2 separate regions of the Rattus norvegicus genome follow, and region 2 is linked to region 1. A link is a contact called in public Hi-C data. All regions are on one chromosome and are shown on one strand. Each heading gives the region's core, a stretch centred on a gene start, on an enhancer-like site or on the middle of the called end of the contact. The rest is flanking DNA. Distances are from core to core; before and after follow the strand shown.

Region 1 (4,347 bases), core at 475-2,974:
TTTAAAACTTCTCCGCTTTGTTCTAGTGTATAAACGAGGGTTTAGTTAGGGTTACCATTCCTAACCACGGTGAAGCACCATGACCAACACCACCTGGGGAGGAAAGGGTTAATTTCACTCATTTCCATAGAACAGTTCATCATCAAAAGCAGCAAGGGAAGGAACCAGAGAGTCAGAAGCTGATGCAGAGGCTGTGGAAGTACTATTTACTGACTTGCTCATCATGACTTATTCAGCCTGCTTTCTTATAGAACCCCGGACGACCAGCCCAGGGATGGCACCCCACAAAATGGTACCCAATTAATTACTAATTAAGAAAATGCCCTATAGCCAGATTTTACAGAGACCTTTTCCAAACTGAGGCTCCCTCCTTTAAGGTAACTCCAGCTTGTATCAAGCCGACATAAGGCTACCCAGCACACCATGTTTGCTTTCTGATCAGTGTAAAAATGCACACATTTAAGATGACATCCTGCTACTTTTATCAAGAGAACCTTTGTTTTTTACAGTTTTACTGCTGTGAACAGACACCATGACCAAGGCATCTCTCATGACATCTAACCAGGCTGACTTACAGGTTTAGAAGTTCAGTCCATTATCATGAAGCAGGGAACATGGCAGCATCCAGGTAGTCAAGGTGCAGGAGGAGCTGAGAGTTCTACATCTTCATCTGAAGGCCACTGGGAGAAAACTCACTCCCAGTTAGGAGGAGGGTCTCATTGTCCACCCCTACAGTGATGCACTTCCTCTAGCAAGGCCACACCTACTCCAAGAAAGCCACGCCTCCTAATAGTGCCACTCCCCGGGCCAAGCATATTCAAACCACCACACCAAGATTTTGGGCCCACCAAGCGTCATCTGATAGCAGGAGGCCCAACATGGCCCATTTGAAGGGAGCACTTAAAGCACAAATGAACGTGTTTAAATGCTTATCATTCTGTACCAGGTGTGCAGCAAGAGAGCCCCGGGGCACTAGTGATCAGACGGGCAGGGCTGAGTAGCACAGGTCATTTCCAAAAGATGGATCATAACTGGTCTTTTAGGTCCGGTGTCTTTGACTCCGTCATAACCAGACATTAGAATCCGCAGGCAGACTTGAAGCATCGCACTGTGTTAAACCTAGGAGGTCAAATCTGGACAGATCATCTCTGACTCTAATGGGGCCAGAATGGAAACTGCCTTGCTACATGTGAAAGTGGGAGCTAGAAATACACACTACTCCCAGACAGGAAAAGGAAAGCATGTCTCTTAAAACTTCCTCTTTCATAGTCTAAAATTATTCTTACACAGCGGGCGTGCGGCTGAGTCACCAGGTTATGTTCCTAGATGAGGGAGCGGTCAAAAGAGGGAGGCCCTGGAGGGACTTTACCTGGGGACAACGTGTCACAGTGAAAAAGAGCAGCCACGGGGCGCCATCAGGGGCAGGAACCTATGGTTCCGAGCCCTGCAGACTTAACCAGTGAATTGAGAATCTGGCCTGTAGGGGGCAGACCTGCACCAAGGACCACATCTTCCTCAGGCTTTGCTCTCTTGGGGAAAGTGCTTACAGTTCTAAAACGCCCATTTTGTTTTTGTTTTTGTTTTGGTTGTTGTTTCCCATCAGATCCCACCTGCTGCTCTTACAAGGGGCTGTTATTTTTCCTCTGGGCGAAATGTCCTATTCTAATCCACACTGTTTACAAAGAATAAGCATCACCTTCTCCCAAGCCTTGTGAAGGACTTTGATGATGCTTTCTGCCCAGATGTCCCTGTAGCCGCCATGGAAAAAAAATGGGACAAGTTACCTGACCAATCTGCTCCCTGCAGCACTTCAGGGACTCTAGGGAGACCTAGAGGGAACATTAAGGTAACTCCTCAATTACAAGAAGTGAATGGAGACTGAGATGCTGGCCCTGGCAGAGTTGTGCTGACGGGCCTCTGAGGCCAGGAAACCTTGTCTTCGTGACCTTTGGACGTGAGTGTTCAGCACACGCATTCCAAGGGTGCGGCGGTGTGGTTTTGTTTTTAAGGTTTTATAATTACTGCAGAAAACCATAACTTATCATCTGATGCTCTCACATTTTTGTGCCTGAGAATGCAATGCAAAGAAAAGCAGAAATTACTGCCCCAAATGACAAGTACGGCTCACCTGGTGTCTATCCTGGATTTCACAGAAATAAGCACAAACACTGGGTAGAGGTCTTGAGGGATTGAAAGGCCTCTTTCTCCTGCTCTTGCCCTACAGGAGGGCTGGAGGCCAGGAGCTAAGTCCCTTTCAGTACCTGTGCTTCCAGCCAGTTGCCATGGCATCAAACCCTAAAGTCAAGGCCCTTGCTTTCTAAACCCTGACAAGATCCTGGACCCAGGATCCCAAAAGCACCCTCCAGCCCCACAGAACAGCCGCCTGCCCCAAAACCACCCCACACCTGCATCTCTACACATGGCTAATCTCAATCTGCCGCCCTGTGACTAACAACTGTGCTCCTCAGAGGGGGTCCCCCCCTTCACAGTGAGAATCTCTAAGGTGAAGGCCAGCAGTCTCTCCCCAGACAGTCTGCAGTCCAGGTTCTCAGACCTGTCAGAGCCTCCAGCCCATGAGAAAGTGCCAAGAGGAAGGCACTGTGTGAGGGGAGGGGAGGCTACACCAGGCTAGCTCACTGCTTTCTCCATAGATGTCTAGATTCAGGGAGGAACCGTGAATGCCCTTGAGAGATGCTTTGACTCCAGCTCTTGGTGCTTCCACTCCACGCGTCCCAAGGTACTTACTAGATGGCTGGTGACATTTCACGACTTTTCTGAATGGGGCTGGAACTTCACAGAGGAACCGTGGAGAGAAGATTAGTACCTGGAAAGAACACCGGACCTGGAAGTCACACTAGCCCAGGCTATTATTCCAGCCTCTCCATTTTATCGAGGCATGCACAGGTTCAGAAGGCTACCGGGGCACACTTCTAGACACAGTTGATATATGATGCTGTAAGATAAACAGTCTTGGAAATGAAGGCCAGTCAGGACCAGAGTGTCTTTACTGCTATCCCTTCTCTTAGGCCTGCCTAATTCCATTCCCTTTTGCTTGTGACCTTCCTTACCCAAAACAGATCCCTCTAGATAATCCCTTAGCCTCTGCACCCCTTTCTACCTCTCTTTCCTCGATCAACACAGGAAGCCCCGCCAGCCTTGCAAGGACACACAACCTTTCTTAGTTAGGGTTTCCATTGTTGTGACAAAACACAATGACCGAAAAGCAAGTTGGGGAGGAAAGGGTTTATTTGGCTTACACGTTCACATCACCATTGATCATTGTAGGAAGTCAAGACAGGAACTCACAGAGGGCAGGACCCTGGAGACAGAAGCTCATGCAGAGCCCATGGAGGGGTGCTGCTTACTGGCTTGCTCCCCCTGCTCTCTTATAGAACCCAGGACCACCACATCAAGGGGGCGGCATCCCTCACAATGGGCTGGCCTTCCCAATCAACCTCTGATTAAGAAAATGCCTTACACCGAGATCTTATTGAGACATTTTCCTCAACTGGGGTTCCCTCCTTTCAGATAACTCTAGTTGAGTGCCAAGCTGATGGAAGGCTACTCAGAACCACCCACCAGAGCTAACCCCAATCACCCACCCCAAAGGGAAACCCTCCCACGGCTGCGGAGAGCTGATAATGGCTGGTGGTAGGTTTACATCTTACGACTATTTTCTTCCTCCTTCTAAAATATTTGTTTTAGTGAGTGTGTGTATCTGTGTCTGTGTCTCTGCACATGTGTTCATGAAGACATGCCCCAGCACGCCTGTGGAGATCGGATGACAACTTTCTTTTCTTCACAGTGTGAGTTCTAGGGGTCAAACTCAGGTCATCAGGTTTAGCGACAAGTACCCTCGCCTTCTGAGCCACTTCTGCCAGTCCCTTATTTAACTTTTGAAAAGGTAATATATCAGCAGGGCCCAATAGTTCCCAGTTCCGTGTTTGCCCTCCCCACCCCCGCTTCCTATCCCAACCTTTTAAAGGTAATTTTGATAGCTTTGTATGTATTTTTTCCAGTTGTTCTCTAAGTAAATGAAAGAGACAGACAAAGAGAGAGAGACAGAGAGAGAGATATTAAGGGAACCATAAGGCAACAAATTTTGCTAAGAGAATTTCATGAGCCACCAAGAGCTTGTGTGTGTGTGTGTGTGTGTGTATGTGTGTGTAGTGTGTGTAGTGTGTGTGTGACTGTATGTGTGTGTGAATGTGTGTATGTGAGTGTATGTATGTGAGAGTGAGTGTGTGTGGTGTGTATGAGTGTGTGTATGTGAGTGTGTGTGTGTGAGAGTGAGTGTTTGTGGTGTGTGTGGTGTGTGTGTGAGTGTGTATGTGAGTGTGTGTGTGA
Region 2 (4,347 bases), core at 1,324-3,823, 83 kb after region 1:
ACCCCCGCGTTCCTCCGAAAGGGTTGAAGAAGAAGAAATTCAGCATCGTACCCTTGCACTAGGGCCTGTTAGCAGCAGGTTACAGTGAAACCTGAATGAGAAGGATAAGTGATAAAAAGAAGGAACAAGGGTTGGGGATTTAGCTCAGTGGTAGAGCGCTTGCCTAGCAAGCACAAGGCCCTGGGTTCGGTCCCCAGCTCCGAAAAAAAAAAAAAAAAGAAGGAACAAGGTAGGCAGAGAATGCCCACATAGGGATGTGCTATGTTCTGCTCTAGAGACAGAGGCCTACAGAGTCATCAGCTTGACTGCTAAGATCTGCAGTATCAGGCAAGTAACTTCTTTCTGATAAATAATTTTTTGGTCCAAAAAATAAATATATAGGAAATGGAACTGACCTGATAGGGAGCAAAATTCAAAGGAAAAAAATTTTTTTAAAAAACTAAGAAAGCTGGGGTTGGGGATTTAGCTCAGTGGTAGAGTGCTTGCCTAACAAGCACAAGACCCTGGGTTCGGTCCCCAGCTCTGAAAAAAAGAAAAGAAAAGAGAAGAAAAGAAAAGAAAAGAAAAGAAAAGCCTAAGAAAGCTGACCAACACACCTACGAAAGCACTTTTACCTACTAAAGACTAAGAAGAGGGGCAGGGAGACGGCTCCGAGGGTTACGGCACTGAGGCGAGGCCAGGCCTGACAGCCTCAGTTCTATCCTCAGGGGCAGAAGGTGGAAAGAGAGAAGCAACTCCCACCTTAGCTCTTTGACCTCCGCAGTTGAACCATGTGACCACACAAATGTCCACGTTTGCACACACACAATAAAGAGATATAATTAAAAGTAGAGGGGTCAGAAAGGCGGCTCAGAAAATAATGATAGCAGCTGGCCCCCAGGTCTGACAACCATCCCCACACTCACATGGTGGAGAGAAGAAACTCAGGGAATTTGTCTTCTGACCTCTCCATGTGAGGTCTGGGGCCGAGCGCCTCCCCTTTCTCCATGCAGATGAGTGATTTTAAAAAATTAAAGCGTAAAATAAGGGAAGCCTCTATGGCCTGTTTACTGCTTTTGCATTGTTAAGAGCCTTTTCCGCCCATTTAACAAAATTTTAAAGCCGTCTTTATTTTTTTAAGGGTATTTATTTACTAGGCTACTTCATGCTGTACACCAGTTTCGTTTGGGGGGCGGAGGGACGTGATTATAAGGAGCTTTCCAAATAAGCATCTTAATACCATTCACCTCCCAATGCTATCACGACCCACGGTGATTAAAAATAGCCTTTGTTAATTCTAAATTAACCTGAGCCCTCCCGTCCCTTAAGCTACCAGGGTAAACAGATAAGGGCTCAAAACTCATGCACTTTTAAGGAACCAAAAGGAAAAAGAAGAAAAAAATTGAAATGTCAAGATCGATCACTGCACCCTATTCTGTTTGTTGTGGTTGGCTGGTTTGGAGGGCTTGTTTCTATCAGGCTCACGCAGTAGCCAAGGCTGGTCTAGAACTCGCAGCGATGTTTCCGCAATATGGGCACGAGCCAACACTAGGCTATTTCACTTTAGTCTTAAGACAACACGTGCCTTAACGTTTCAACTGAACCTTCAACTCTAATGTTTCTTTAACGAGTCTCTTAGGCAACGTACTAAAGCATAACAAAGAAGGCATTTACCAATTTAATGCACTTGGGAGTCTGAATTACGGCTTAGGTGTATGTAACCTGAATTCTATTCATTTCCACTGCACACTCACACAACGTGCTGCTTTAATACTCTAGGAGTATACAAGGCTACTCCAGTACTTAGGGAACCAGCTCTCGGCCTTTAATAACATTAAAAAAAAAAAAAAAACTCGTCAAAAGATCATAAAACTTAAAAAAAAAAAACTCCAAATAGCGTGTAAGCCACTGCTCCCTATCAGAGCCAACTTGTGTGGTGCCATTTTCGTATAAAGTCGTATAAAAAACACCGCTGGGACACAGCGTGCCCCTGACGCCCAGACCCTGCCAAGTTTTCAGACCGCACGATCTGGGGACCTGAGTCCTGGCGCCCCACAACTTCGAGGGACGACGCGAGGTCCAAGTCCCCAGTCGCCGTTCCCGGTCCCGGCCCTCGGGGCGGCGTCCCGCGGACCGCCGCGGCGGGACGGAGGCGGTTCCAGCCCGAGCGCCTGCCCGGAGGGGAGCCGCCCGAGCGCCCCGTTTCCCACAGACCCCAACATGGCGTCGGCCGCCGCCGCCCGGGCCAACACCTCCCCGCGCCACGGCTGGCCCGGGCCCGCGGGGACAGGCGCCCGCAAAGTTTCGCTTCTCCCTCCCCAGCCCGCCGCCGCCCGGTGCGTCCCGACCTCCATGGTACCTACCCGCCCGGGTGCGGGCGGCGGCGCCAAGGGTGCGACTCCTCCTCCTCCTCGTCGCCGACTCGGGGCGCGGACTCTGCCTGCTCCTCGGCCCCAGCCTCGCAGGGTGCGTGGGGCCCCGCGAGGCCGGCGCGATTCGGACGCGGCGGGTGCACCGCTCGCAGGTGACTTCACCGCCCCTCCAGTCGAACCCGACAACGGCCGTCCGGGCTGGCTTCCCTCCTGCGCGCGCACTGGCGCGCCCCCGCCCAAGCGCCAAACACGGGCACGAGCACACCGGCCCTGCCCTTTCTTCCCGGTTCCCTCGCCCCGCCCATCGCCTTGCCCTGCCCCTCCATCCCCACGCGACCGCACGAGGGGCGGGGTCTTCAGCGGAGGCCACACCCACTGGGGGGCCTCCCCGGGGCCGGGTTGGGGAACGCGCTCTTCTGCACAGAGGTGACGCGCACAGAAACCGGCTGAGGCAATCCTGGGTCGCCAGACCTGACTTTCCTGACTCGGGCTAGCCTTCGGAAAGGGCTCTTAAGCAGTCCGCGAAGTTCTCTGGAAGAATGGGCGGAAGCTGCCTCCACGCCTCCCTAAGGAACAGGAAAGGCTTTGCATCTCGCCACCCAAACGCGTCTGCCAGCCCCGCCCGGCTCGGCCTTGCGCGGAGCACCTGCTGTCGCTTCTCCCGAGCCAGGGGTCTGCGCCCACCGCACTCTTGTCCCGCAGGCTTCTCTATAACCTCATGCCTAAGAGCTCTGCTCTTCTCAAAACTTCCCTGGCGCCTGGGCCTCGGCCAACTGCTTCGCGTACCTAGGACTCCGTGCTAAGATAACCGCTGGGTTAGATGAGCGTTTACTAGGCGCTGCGGAGAGCTAGCACAGGTATCTAGGCGAGTGGGGTGGCCAAAGCACACCATTTAAACAGGGGAGGGGTAGAAATTGAGTTAGAGTAAACTTTATTATTTCAGGGATTTTTTTTTTAACCTCTTGTTGAGCAGTTCTAAACCTGTGGATCACAGGGGTTCGCCTAAGGCCGTCGGAGAACAGATATTTACATTGTGATTCATAACAGCAAAATTATAGTTATGAAGTAGTAACACAAATAATTTTATGGTGGGGATCACCACAATACGAAGAGCTGTATTAAAGCATTAAGGTTGAGAGCCAGTTGTTGAATTAGTGGGTCCACCGACCTATTCTATCCACAAATGAAGGGGGGAGGTGATCCTGTTGGTTTTCCTCTTGCTCTTGTGCCTGGAATTCTTTAAGTTCTTCCCATCCTTCCCTATTTCGGTGTCTGTGTAACAAACATTGCCCTCCCTACCAAGACACTTATTTAGCTTTAAGTACAAAGATGCAACCAGACCGCCTACAACTCAAAGTCTCGGCTTTGCCACCAACTACGATACCCGTTTCCTTGGGGTAGTTACCCTTAGTTCTTTCGTGTGTAAAACTGGGATAATAAGAGTGCCTCAAGGAGTCATTAGATAATCAATATTTGTAACATGCCAAGCACAAGCTAAGTGCTATGTAAGAATGATGGAAAGTATTGAAACATGCATATTCTATGTGTACACCTATATGTCTACTACACTTTACCTCGTTATTAAATATTAAATAAGACATACCAAATAATGATGTAAATATATGGAGTATTACATTTTCTTCCTGCAGTCTGTGCATTCCTGTCTCTTCCTGGGGTGTGTGCGCCCCAGTTTGGAAGCCATTTATTTAGACTCATACTGGCAAAAGCCGCTACGCAGGTGTATTGATTAAAATTTAAATTTAAGATCTGGTTCCTGCCTGACGCTGATCACGTGACCACGAGACACTAGAGCTATAAAGCACTCCCACCATCTTGGAACGTTCTGTAACACAGCAAGCCAAAGTCACCTAAAGACAGTGGCCGTCCTGGTGCGGCCTGTCACTCCGGCAGCTGTTCAGACGGTAGGATCCGCCCCTCACCCTCATATCACAGCTGTAACATGAAGATTAAAGAAGATTAAAGAGACGGATGGGTG

Evidence for each region. A called contact is a pair of places that touch in the nucleus more often than the background predicts.
Region 2: a contact with region 1 is called in a Hi-C map of kidney, with 3 times the contacts expected there. The contact joins the promoter of Plekhf2 here to the enhancer-like site in region 1. A contact is called at or near these places in 7 of 12 Hi-C or Micro-C datasets (Schwann cells, hepatocytes, kidney and 3 more) and 1 of 1 datasets of contacts at active chromatin or transcription factors (oligodendrocytes).

What each region holds. Positions count from the first base shown.
Region 1 is chr5:28,819,492-28,823,838 of GRCr8, forward strand. The region is part of intron 2 of LOC120102827 (a long non-coding RNA gene); the gene reads right to left. LOC120102826 (a long non-coding RNA gene) reads right to left here. Exons shown (of 2, transcript XR_005504635.2): 1 at 576-4,347. Among named protein-coding and RNA genes, the nearest start is that of Cfap418, 28 kb to the left of the region's middle. Within about 2 kb of position 1,725, at least 11 of the 93 cell types and tissues checked have an H3K27ac peak or open chromatin away from gene starts, as enhancers often do. A contact at or near this core is called in kidney and liver, where this site is marked.
Region 2 is chr5:28,901,150-28,905,496 of GRCr8, forward strand. It overlaps Plekhf2 (pleckstrin homology and FYVE domain containing 2), which reads right to left and starts at 2,574. Exons shown (of 2, transcript NM_001108655.1): 1 at 2,343-2,574. LOC108350932 (a long non-coding RNA gene) reads left to right here and starts at 4,339. Exons shown (of 5, transcript XR_010066493.1): 1 at 4,339-4,347.